3 separate regions of the Mus musculus genome follow, and regions 1 and 2 are each linked to region 3. A link is a contact called in public promoter capture Hi-C data. All regions are on one chromosome and are shown on one strand. The core of a region is the stretch at or near the end of the contact, and the rest is flanking DNA. Distances in the headings are between cores, read along the strand shown. Region 1 holds the start of Lce1d (late cornified envelope 1D). Region 2 holds the start of S100a11 (S100 calcium binding protein A11). Region 3 holds the start of Crct1 (cysteine-rich C-terminal 1).

The links. Promoter capture Hi-C pulls out the DNA fragments that hold promoters and counts their contacts.
Region 1: a promoter capture Hi-C map of embryonic stem cells shows a contact between it and region 3. The contact joins the promoter of Lce1d here to the promoter of Crct1 in region 3. A contact is called at or near these places in 6 of 39 promoter capture datasets (cranial neural crest, embryonic stem cells, liver and 2 more).
Region 2: a contact with region 3 is called in a promoter capture Hi-C map of embryonic stem cells, with 2.2 times the contacts expected there. The contact joins the promoter of S100a11 here to the promoter of Crct1 in region 3. A contact is called at or near these places in 11 of 39 promoter capture datasets (the 3T3-L1 cell line, cranial neural crest, embryonic stem cells and 6 more) and 2 of 115 datasets of contacts at active chromatin or transcription factors (embryonic fibroblasts and large pre-B cells).

What each region holds. Positions count from the first base shown.
Region 1 is chr3:92,685,861-92,688,564 of GRCm38.p6, reverse strand. Lce1d (late cornified envelope 1D) reads left to right here and starts at 1,355. Exons shown (of 2, transcript NM_027137.2): 1 at 1,355-1,403; 2 at 2,438-2,704. The coding sequence starts at 2,461.
Region 2 is chr3:93,519,200-93,521,899 of GRCm38.p6, reverse strand. It overlaps S100a11 (S100 calcium binding protein A11), which reads right to left and starts at 1,404. Exons shown (of 3, transcript NM_016740.3): 1 at 1,347-1,404.
Region 3 is chr3:93,014,155-93,016,946 of GRCm38.p6, reverse strand. Crct1 (cysteine-rich C-terminal 1) reads left to right here and starts at 1,261. Exons shown (of 2, transcript NM_028798.3): 1 at 1,261-1,331; 2 at 2,097-2,742. The coding sequence starts at 2,119. The coding sequence ends at 2,427.

The DNA of each region.
Region 1 (2,704 bases), core at 106-2,605, 330 kb after region 3:
CCGCTGACACCTGCATGTATATCCACATACACAGATACACACAAAACTTAAAAGTACAACTCACATTTGTAAAAACAATAAGATGTATTCTCTTCTGCAGCATGCTTGCTAACTCAGGAGTAATAAAGTAACATTACCATAGTTCATGTGCAAGATGATACAAAATTCATGAAGCAGTCCACCTAAAAAATGTAAAACCACCTGACAAATAATAAAACCCATTTTTCCCCAGAGAAAAATGCTATATTTTAATTAGTAGTATATATTAATTTTACAAAATGAGTATTCTCATAACATGTTCCTGTATAAGAAGTATGACTACTGAGAACATACCTATAATTATTATTTTAATTTTTGTGTGCACCTGTCTGATGTATAGTGAGTGTACATATGCCAGATGGTGCATGTTCTATGTAGGAATATGAGAAGGCCAGGGGTTGCATCAGGATGTTTTGTCTTGATCTCTTCTGCCCCTTTTTTATTTGAGACATGGTTTCTTATAGAACTGTATGCTCCCTATTTTAGGCAACTTAACTGGTCTTAGATCTTCCAAAATCACCCAGGATCTATATCAATCCACTTGGATTATAGGCATGTTCTATGCATCTGATGTTTCTGTCATTTCTGGAGATCCCAGTTCAGTATCATATGGTTATACATCAAGTACTTTACCCACTGAACTGTCTCTCCGGTTTTTCAATTATTTTTCTTAAAGAAGAGTTTTCATATCTCTTTATTCAGAAAGTCAAAAGAGACATCTATGAAGAATCTGCCATAATTAATTTTCTCTAGTAAGCCCTGTTATTATTTTCTAATACTTTATTAAAATTAATAGCATTAAGCTAATTTTCATTAATACTTTAATAGTACAGTTAAAAAGGGAAATATTAGGGCCAAAAATATTTCAAAACACAGCCTTAGCTGGTCCCCTACAAGGCTCAGATTTCTCATCCTAGATTTTGCCCCTGCAGATGTCTAACTATTTGATGCAACCACATGGTTTGGCATACTACACATAGCTATATAGCTGGCTGGCTTGAATACTGCAGTCTCATGCTATAGGCAGTGAGTGAGATAAACTGAAAAATGAGTAGTTCCTAAGTTTGATACTCTTTAAGTATGTGAAATTAAGGATGACATCTATCTACTTCCTCCTCTCCTCATGCTGAAACCATAGTCCAGGCTCAAGCATCCCTGAACTCATGGAGCAAACCTGGTGAGGAATATTTGGTCATCACCAGTCACAAGACAAGGAAGGTGTCAGGAGACAGGGCCATCCATGCCCAGTCACTGTCTCACAGGTCAGGGCAGAGCCCAGGATCAGTATAAAAGGACTGAGGGACAGCATACCTCCATCCACTTCTCCTGAGGCGTCCACAGATCTTGAATTACCTGTCGTCTTGGTAAGTATCCACTGGGGGCAATAGCATGGCTTGTACCAGAGGGAAGCTGAGATGAGAGATGGAGGAGAGACTAGCAGGGCCACAGAGCCCTTGGGCTATGCTTACAGAAGACTTAGGGGAGACCAGAATGATGGGTAGAAAAAAAGGGCACTTTAACGCCAATGGGAAGAATGAGTAGACAGTAGTCACATAACCAATGGCTCTGCAGAGAGCTACCTTCTCTTTAGAGTGAATCTGTCACAACAGAACCCTGAAGCACAGCAGTTTGTGCACCTTAAACAAACCTGAAAGGGCTACTTTGAAATTCATCCTTGGCCCAGCATTGAAAGGAAGCAGCAGAGGGAGGATGGATAGGGTAGTAGGTGCTCCTTTGAACTTGTAAAACCCAGAGTTAAAAGTTTGGGATTGTTCACACACTTCCAGGAATGACAGGAATACTGCCAGTCCCACTCTGGCGGTGCTATCCTGTTGAACAGGTAGGGAATTTAGCATATGTGAAAGCTTGTCAGAGAGCAGGGTCTCATGGTCCTAGTCTATAGGAAATACCCATATTCCTATGAAAACTTTCAGACATTTCATTGAGGGAATCACTTTACTTATCCAATAGGAACACAGATTCTTTGCAGTAGTGACTTGTGTGGTAAAAAAAAAAAAGCTTGAAAGTTATGGAAGAGAATGATTGGCCTTTGTTTCAAAATGCATTTTTTTTCTCCTGGAAGCGATGCATTAATCCAGAGATTTCAGTCTGAAGACAAGTGCGGGAAGGTTTCCTCTGCCACATTTAAGTTTGTGATTCAGAGCCTTTCAAGATAACATTAATATATCATTCTCTGCTGGAGAGCATATGCCAGTTCTTACCTGACTTACATGAGTTTCTGATGTTCCCAATACATGACAATGAGGACCTGAGGAGATGAGTGTATTGGAACTGAAACTACTAGAGATGGTGTTTGTATGGTTTTCATGGATGCTAAGCATGCAGGGTGTGGTGACTGGAGGGTCATGGTTCTAACTTCTCCTTTACTCTCCTACAGCTCCAGAGCACTCACCAGCAGAGATGTCCTGCCAGCAAAGCCAACAGCAGTGCCAGCCTCCTCCCAAGTGCACCCCCAAGTGCCCTCCCAAGTGCCAGACCCCGAAGTGCCCTCCAAAATGCCCCCCTAAGTGTCCTCCCAAATGCCCCCCTGTGTCTTCCTGCTGTAGCCTGGGTTCTGGGGGCTGCTGTGGCTCCAGCTCTGGTGGTTGCTGCAGCTCTGGTGGCTGCTGCAGTTCTGGAGGCTGCTGCAGCTCTGGGGGTGGAG
Region 2 (2,700 bases), core at 155-2,654, 500 kb before region 3:
TGACAGCAAGGAAAACCCCACTGTGAAAGGACGCAGTGAGATCCTTTTAAAACGCAACCTAAACACCCAACGTTCCAGGGAAGCTTCCCCTTGACAGAAATATGTGAAAAAGAGGGAACCACACCAACTATCTCTTTCTCAACCAGCACCAAAGCTCTTCCTTCAAGTGTTCAGGGTCTCATCTATCTCCTTTCACCTCATAACCTGTTGGTGCTGGGCCCTAGGTACCCTGTGTGATGAAAAGGGGAAGAAGGAAACAATAAGTAGGAAGTGATGAAAGACTGACACACCAAAGCAGGGGTCCGCAAGCTTTCTGTTGCTGTTATTTGCAATAAAGGGACAGCTGTGGATATTTTTTAGCTCTTTATGCTCCATAAGATCTTATCACTCTTGCCATAGTCAGGCAGCAAGGGTGAGGATACATAAAGCAAAAGGGTGTGGCGGTGCCTGTAAACTCTATACATTTGATTTTCATGCCATTCTCATGCATTACAAGGGATTCTTTTCCTTTTGAATGTCTTCCAACCATTTAAAAACATAAAAATCTATAATTAGTTTGGGACTAGGGCAAAAACGCACTTGGGCCTCTCTCCAACATTTGCTGATCCTCTTTGAAGAGTCAAAGGAAGGGGTAGATTTTGGAGGGGATGTGAATTACTGGAAACATTTTTTAAAGAAACGAGGGGAACTGAAGTAGCAGGTAGGAGACAGGCAGGTGATGTAGGGAGTGGCTAAAAAGATGGCTGGGAGTGGAGTAAGGGGGAGAGGAAAAGAGCGAGCTGGGAGGGACTGGCCTCCTCCCACATTCCTGTCTGTGGTTCCAATGGCTGCAACAGGCTCCGGTTTCTCATCTGTATGTCTTGGCTGTTTGCCTGCGGTTTCCCCGCAGCTGAGTCCCCCAGAATTCAGGAAGGCTACGTTCTGAACCGCTTTCTTTCTAGTCTTCATGAACGCCTAGCGACGCTGCCCCAAGTTCTCACTGAGTCTGCAGCTCTCTGGCGGCCGCCACTGGTTGGGTTCAGGGGCTCACGGCCCCAGGGAGTCTAGCGGCCGCACCCAGCCCGGGCTCAGGCCAGTTAGGCAGCCGCACCCAGCCTAGAACTTATTTTGCCCGGGAGAACAAAAGACCGCCGTTTCTCCCCACAGGCTGTTATTAGGGTGTAATTTTAGGGCTTCCTCGTGCCCTCCACTCTTCTCTAATTGCCTCCCACAGTTTCATCTTCCCGATCCATTTTCTGCCACGTCCACACGTTAGTCCAAGATACACCCAGCCAAGAGCATGCGTAGCTCTTTGTTGTTTTCATTAAAAAGAAAAAAATCTAAAAAGTTCAAAAACTTATGCTTACCAAGTTGAGGAGCGAGGTCCGGCTGCGACTGTGGCTGACGGTGGCTGGGACAGGAGTGGCGGTCGGGGTCCGGGTCCCGCCCCTCAGCCTGACTCAGGCTGTGCCCGCCCCGGCCCCCGCCCCTCCGCAGGCCTCGGCCTGTCCCCATGTCGGTGCTCTAGACTCAGCTCACTGGTTGTAGTCCCTGTGACTCAACAGGTCTCTGTTCCTCTCTCCCTGGAATCTCAAAGATTTTTGGCTTTAGGGGAAGTCATGCCCCTAGCTCTTTTTCTATGCACGTGTCCATTTGCAGTTCAGGTCAGATAAGCAGAAAGAATGTGAGTCGTGCTCATCAAGTAGGTCCCTAGGAGCTGGGGCTGTCCTGCTACACTGAAGAAATTTAATAAACAGTTGTGATTTTTTAAATTTTTCTGACACGTGGTATTCCTGAGTAGCTAAAGCTGACTTTGATTCTCTATGTAGCACAGGCTAGCCTCAAACTTAGGACCCTCCTACCCCCGCATCCCAAGTGCTGGATTATAGGTGTGCACCATCTGGCCTACCTAAGGGCAGTGATTATTGCCAACAGAATATTGGTGATTATTGTCTAGAGATAATTTTCACCCTGCTTTCAAGTTTTAAAATGACAGTTAAGAAAACTCTTGCAGCTAAACATCTCCCTGTGCAAGTGCGGCATTTTCCTGTCTGTGTTTCAATAAAGTTGGGAATTGTATGACAAACTTCCAGCTTCTAATCCTTGGTCCACAACATCACTGCAGCACTTTTGGCAAGTACTGGCCCCTCTGAGCTTCCATTTTCCCATCTATAAACAAGCCATGCTGCCTTCACCACTTAGTAAAGGCACGTAGAATGTCTATCACATAGAGTGATGCCCTTAAGGAGACACCCCCCGCCCCAAAAAAAAGAACAACTTGCAGAGTAGATGTGAATAGGGCATTGTGTGAATGCTTCCTGGTTTCTGCTCCCCCAATTTCACCAGTCACAGTTCCTGTCTCTTGTTTAGGAACCCTTGAAGTCAGACATGGTGGCCCTTGCCTATAATCTCAGCATGTGCAAGGCTGAAGAGGGAAGACTACTGCAAGTTCAAGGCCAGCCTGTGGCCTACCTAGTGAATTCCAGAACGGCTTGGGTTACAGAGTAGGATTTTGTCTCATAAGAAAATTAGAATCCAAACCAAAACAAACACTCTTGTGTTTCCAACAATAATTCAAAAAATAATTAGATCCACCCTCTTTCCATTTCTGCCGATGATGTGACCATTTTCCCATTTTCCTTATTTGAAAACATTAGCACCATGTTTTTAAAAAAATTACTTTCTTACACGATTTTCTAAAATCATGGCCCTTGGAATTTC
Region 3 (2,792 bases), core at 12-2,511:
TCCAGAGGAGAACCCACATCTAACTTAGTACTTCATTACTTCCTTCTCTTTTCTAACATTGATCTCTCTTCTTGGAATGTCTTACCTCTTCTTGCCAGGTGCTCTGGTTCAGTAAGCAACCTGTTAATCAGGCTCTAAAGCCATGGTAAATGAAATGGGTATCTTCTATGACTTGTCTTTCCTTGTCTGTTTCCTCATGCCACACCCAGCAATGCACCCCAAAACCTATCTCACTCTTAATCCCTGAATTCTTAATCTTAGATTCTCTTATGTCTCATACTCATGGTTGGTGTGACCAGGTAGTTCCAATGATTGAATCAGAGGCAGTTGACCTCCAAAGTTTCCTCCAGTTTTATAAATCAGCTAATCGAAACGCAACAATTACTATGGGAACTTTCAGGCCGTTCCCCCTTTTATTTTCCTCCTTTTTCTTCTTTGCTCTTTTATTTTATCCTTTTCATTTTGTTTTGTTTTATTTTGTCTTTTTCCTATTTGTCAGTAGTTCTAGGGACAATCTATCCTTAAGGAGATGATATCAGAAACAGGAGCTCCATAGGCTAACCAGCTTACTATTTTCCAATAGGCCTATACTCCTCAACCATTTTTGTCTGCGATCCATCAGGGTTACATAATGGGAATATGGTCAAGTGACTTCTTTTGGTCTTATTGGTCCCTTAACCTTGCCTGGGCTATTCTTCCTGTTAATGGTGACAGGAAGAAACCACCGTTGTGATTTCCATCCCCACCATCATCTTCCTTCAGTGCTCTCTAGAAGCATCTGGATAAAAGCCAGAGGGTTCATCACATAGCCTGCAGCCTGCTATGAAAGACAAGAACCAAGGGCCATAGAGATGCAAATAAGACAATAAATGATAAGGAGATAGCTATACATGAATAAGTGTGAGAAAGTAGAACAGTGCAGGTGTTCTCCTCCCCTCCTGCTGTGTGTGTGTATACAGTGTTTAAGAGAGAACCCCGGACCTCTCCTCATTTGACCCCCCCCCCCCAGGCCTTCTCTAAGCACATACAGCCCTCCCAGCTATGAACAGTATCCGGTTTGAAAAGTAAACACACCACAGCAATCCTGGCACCTCTGTGAAGTGACTTGGTTGTCCACGTGCACCACCTACAGTGCTATCTGAGTGATGAATGCTTCTGGGATGTAAGTGTCAGCTGAGCATGTCTGTTGAGAAATGGGCTCCTCCCAAGGACCTGGACTTGTTGGAATCTTATAAAAGCTTCTCTGGCCATACACTGTTCAGTCTTCTGCCTAGCAGGTGTCAAGTTCCAGTTGGAGAACTGAGTGAGTCTTCCTGTGGAGCCAAGGTCTAGTAAGTATCTAAGCGGGGTGTCTGGGGGAGGAAGCTGGGGAGAATGGAAGACAGAAAGGAGGAAGTAGGATGCAGCCAGAATGTAGCTGTTGGAATCTGGCTTCCAGTGAGCCAGCCTTTTGTGTTGCCTATGAAGATGCAAAGGCTTGGCATGGCGCTGACCTTTGAAAGGTTTTCCAGACTGTAAAGAGCTTTGAGTAACCCGGGTCTTTAGGTTCCCTGGTTAAGTTATTCCTATTCTCTGCCTTTTCCTTATAATGTGAAGGACAGGCAAGAAAGAAGGTGCAGAGCACGCTTTTGTGTTTTCGAATTCTCTATACCCAAGACAGAGGGACACAGGTAATACTTGTGTGTTTTCTGACCGATGTGATGCTTATACGATATTAACTGAGATTACCACTTGAAAGAGCTGCGTGGTCAAAGTACAGTTAGGAAAAGGCTGAAGCCAAGAGATTTTTGATTGAGTCATATAGATAAATTGCAGCCGTATGCTCTTTATTTTCCATCATGGAGCTCTTGGATGGTCCTAATGTCAGTCAGGGAGACTGCACTGATCCTTTTCAAATTCTGTTTCCTGCTTTGTGCCTCCACCACTGGAAGCTCCTGTTTGAGTTTGTTTCTTTGTTTCCCTTCTTTTTCTTTCTTTCTTTTATTCCTCTTGTCCCAAAGCCAGACAGACTTTTCTCTAAGGCAAATACTTAAAGTTCTGTGTTCCACTATAGGGAAGAAAAGGCGGGGTTTTAAAAAAGATTGTCTTTCTTTCAGATTCATCTTGACAAACGCCGAGATGTCTCAACAGGGCGCCAAAGGCTTTTCCAAAGGGTCTTCCCAGAGTTCCGCCCCCTGCCCCGCCCCGACTCCTGCCCCCGCGTCCTCCTCCTCCTCTTGCTGTGGCGGAGGCTGCTGCAGGGGCTGCGGGGGCGGCTGCGGTGGTGACTCTGGCTGCTGCGGCTCCAGTTCCACCGGCTGCTGCTGCTTTCCCAGGAGACGCCGCCGACAGCGCTCTGGCGGCTGCGGCTGCTGCTGCGGAGGAAGCCAAAGGTCTCAACGCTCCTGCAACAATCAGAGTTCAGGCTGCTGCTCCGGTGGCTGCTGAAAGCCTACAGAGCTTCTCCGGAACAGCTGGCATCGCACAGCGTCTTTGCTGCTCTCACCCAGTCCTCCATAGTAGTAACAGGAAGGACCGGCCTAGGAGTTTGGTTTCCCTTAAGCTAACTGCACTTTGATGTTCAGAAACTTCACCCTGTTCTTAGACCTGTCCTCTAACGTTGATTTTCCTCCCAGGGGATACAAGTCAGGGGTGGGACTTCAGATCACGCTATGGGCAGGAGGTTGTGCACAGCAGTGTTCAAAACAGGCCTCCTGATTTGATTGTCGCCTGGAGACATAATAATAAAGCTTCTACCTCCTATGAACGCTTCTTTTCCTATTTATTCCTCCATCCGTGCCTTCAGTTTTCTT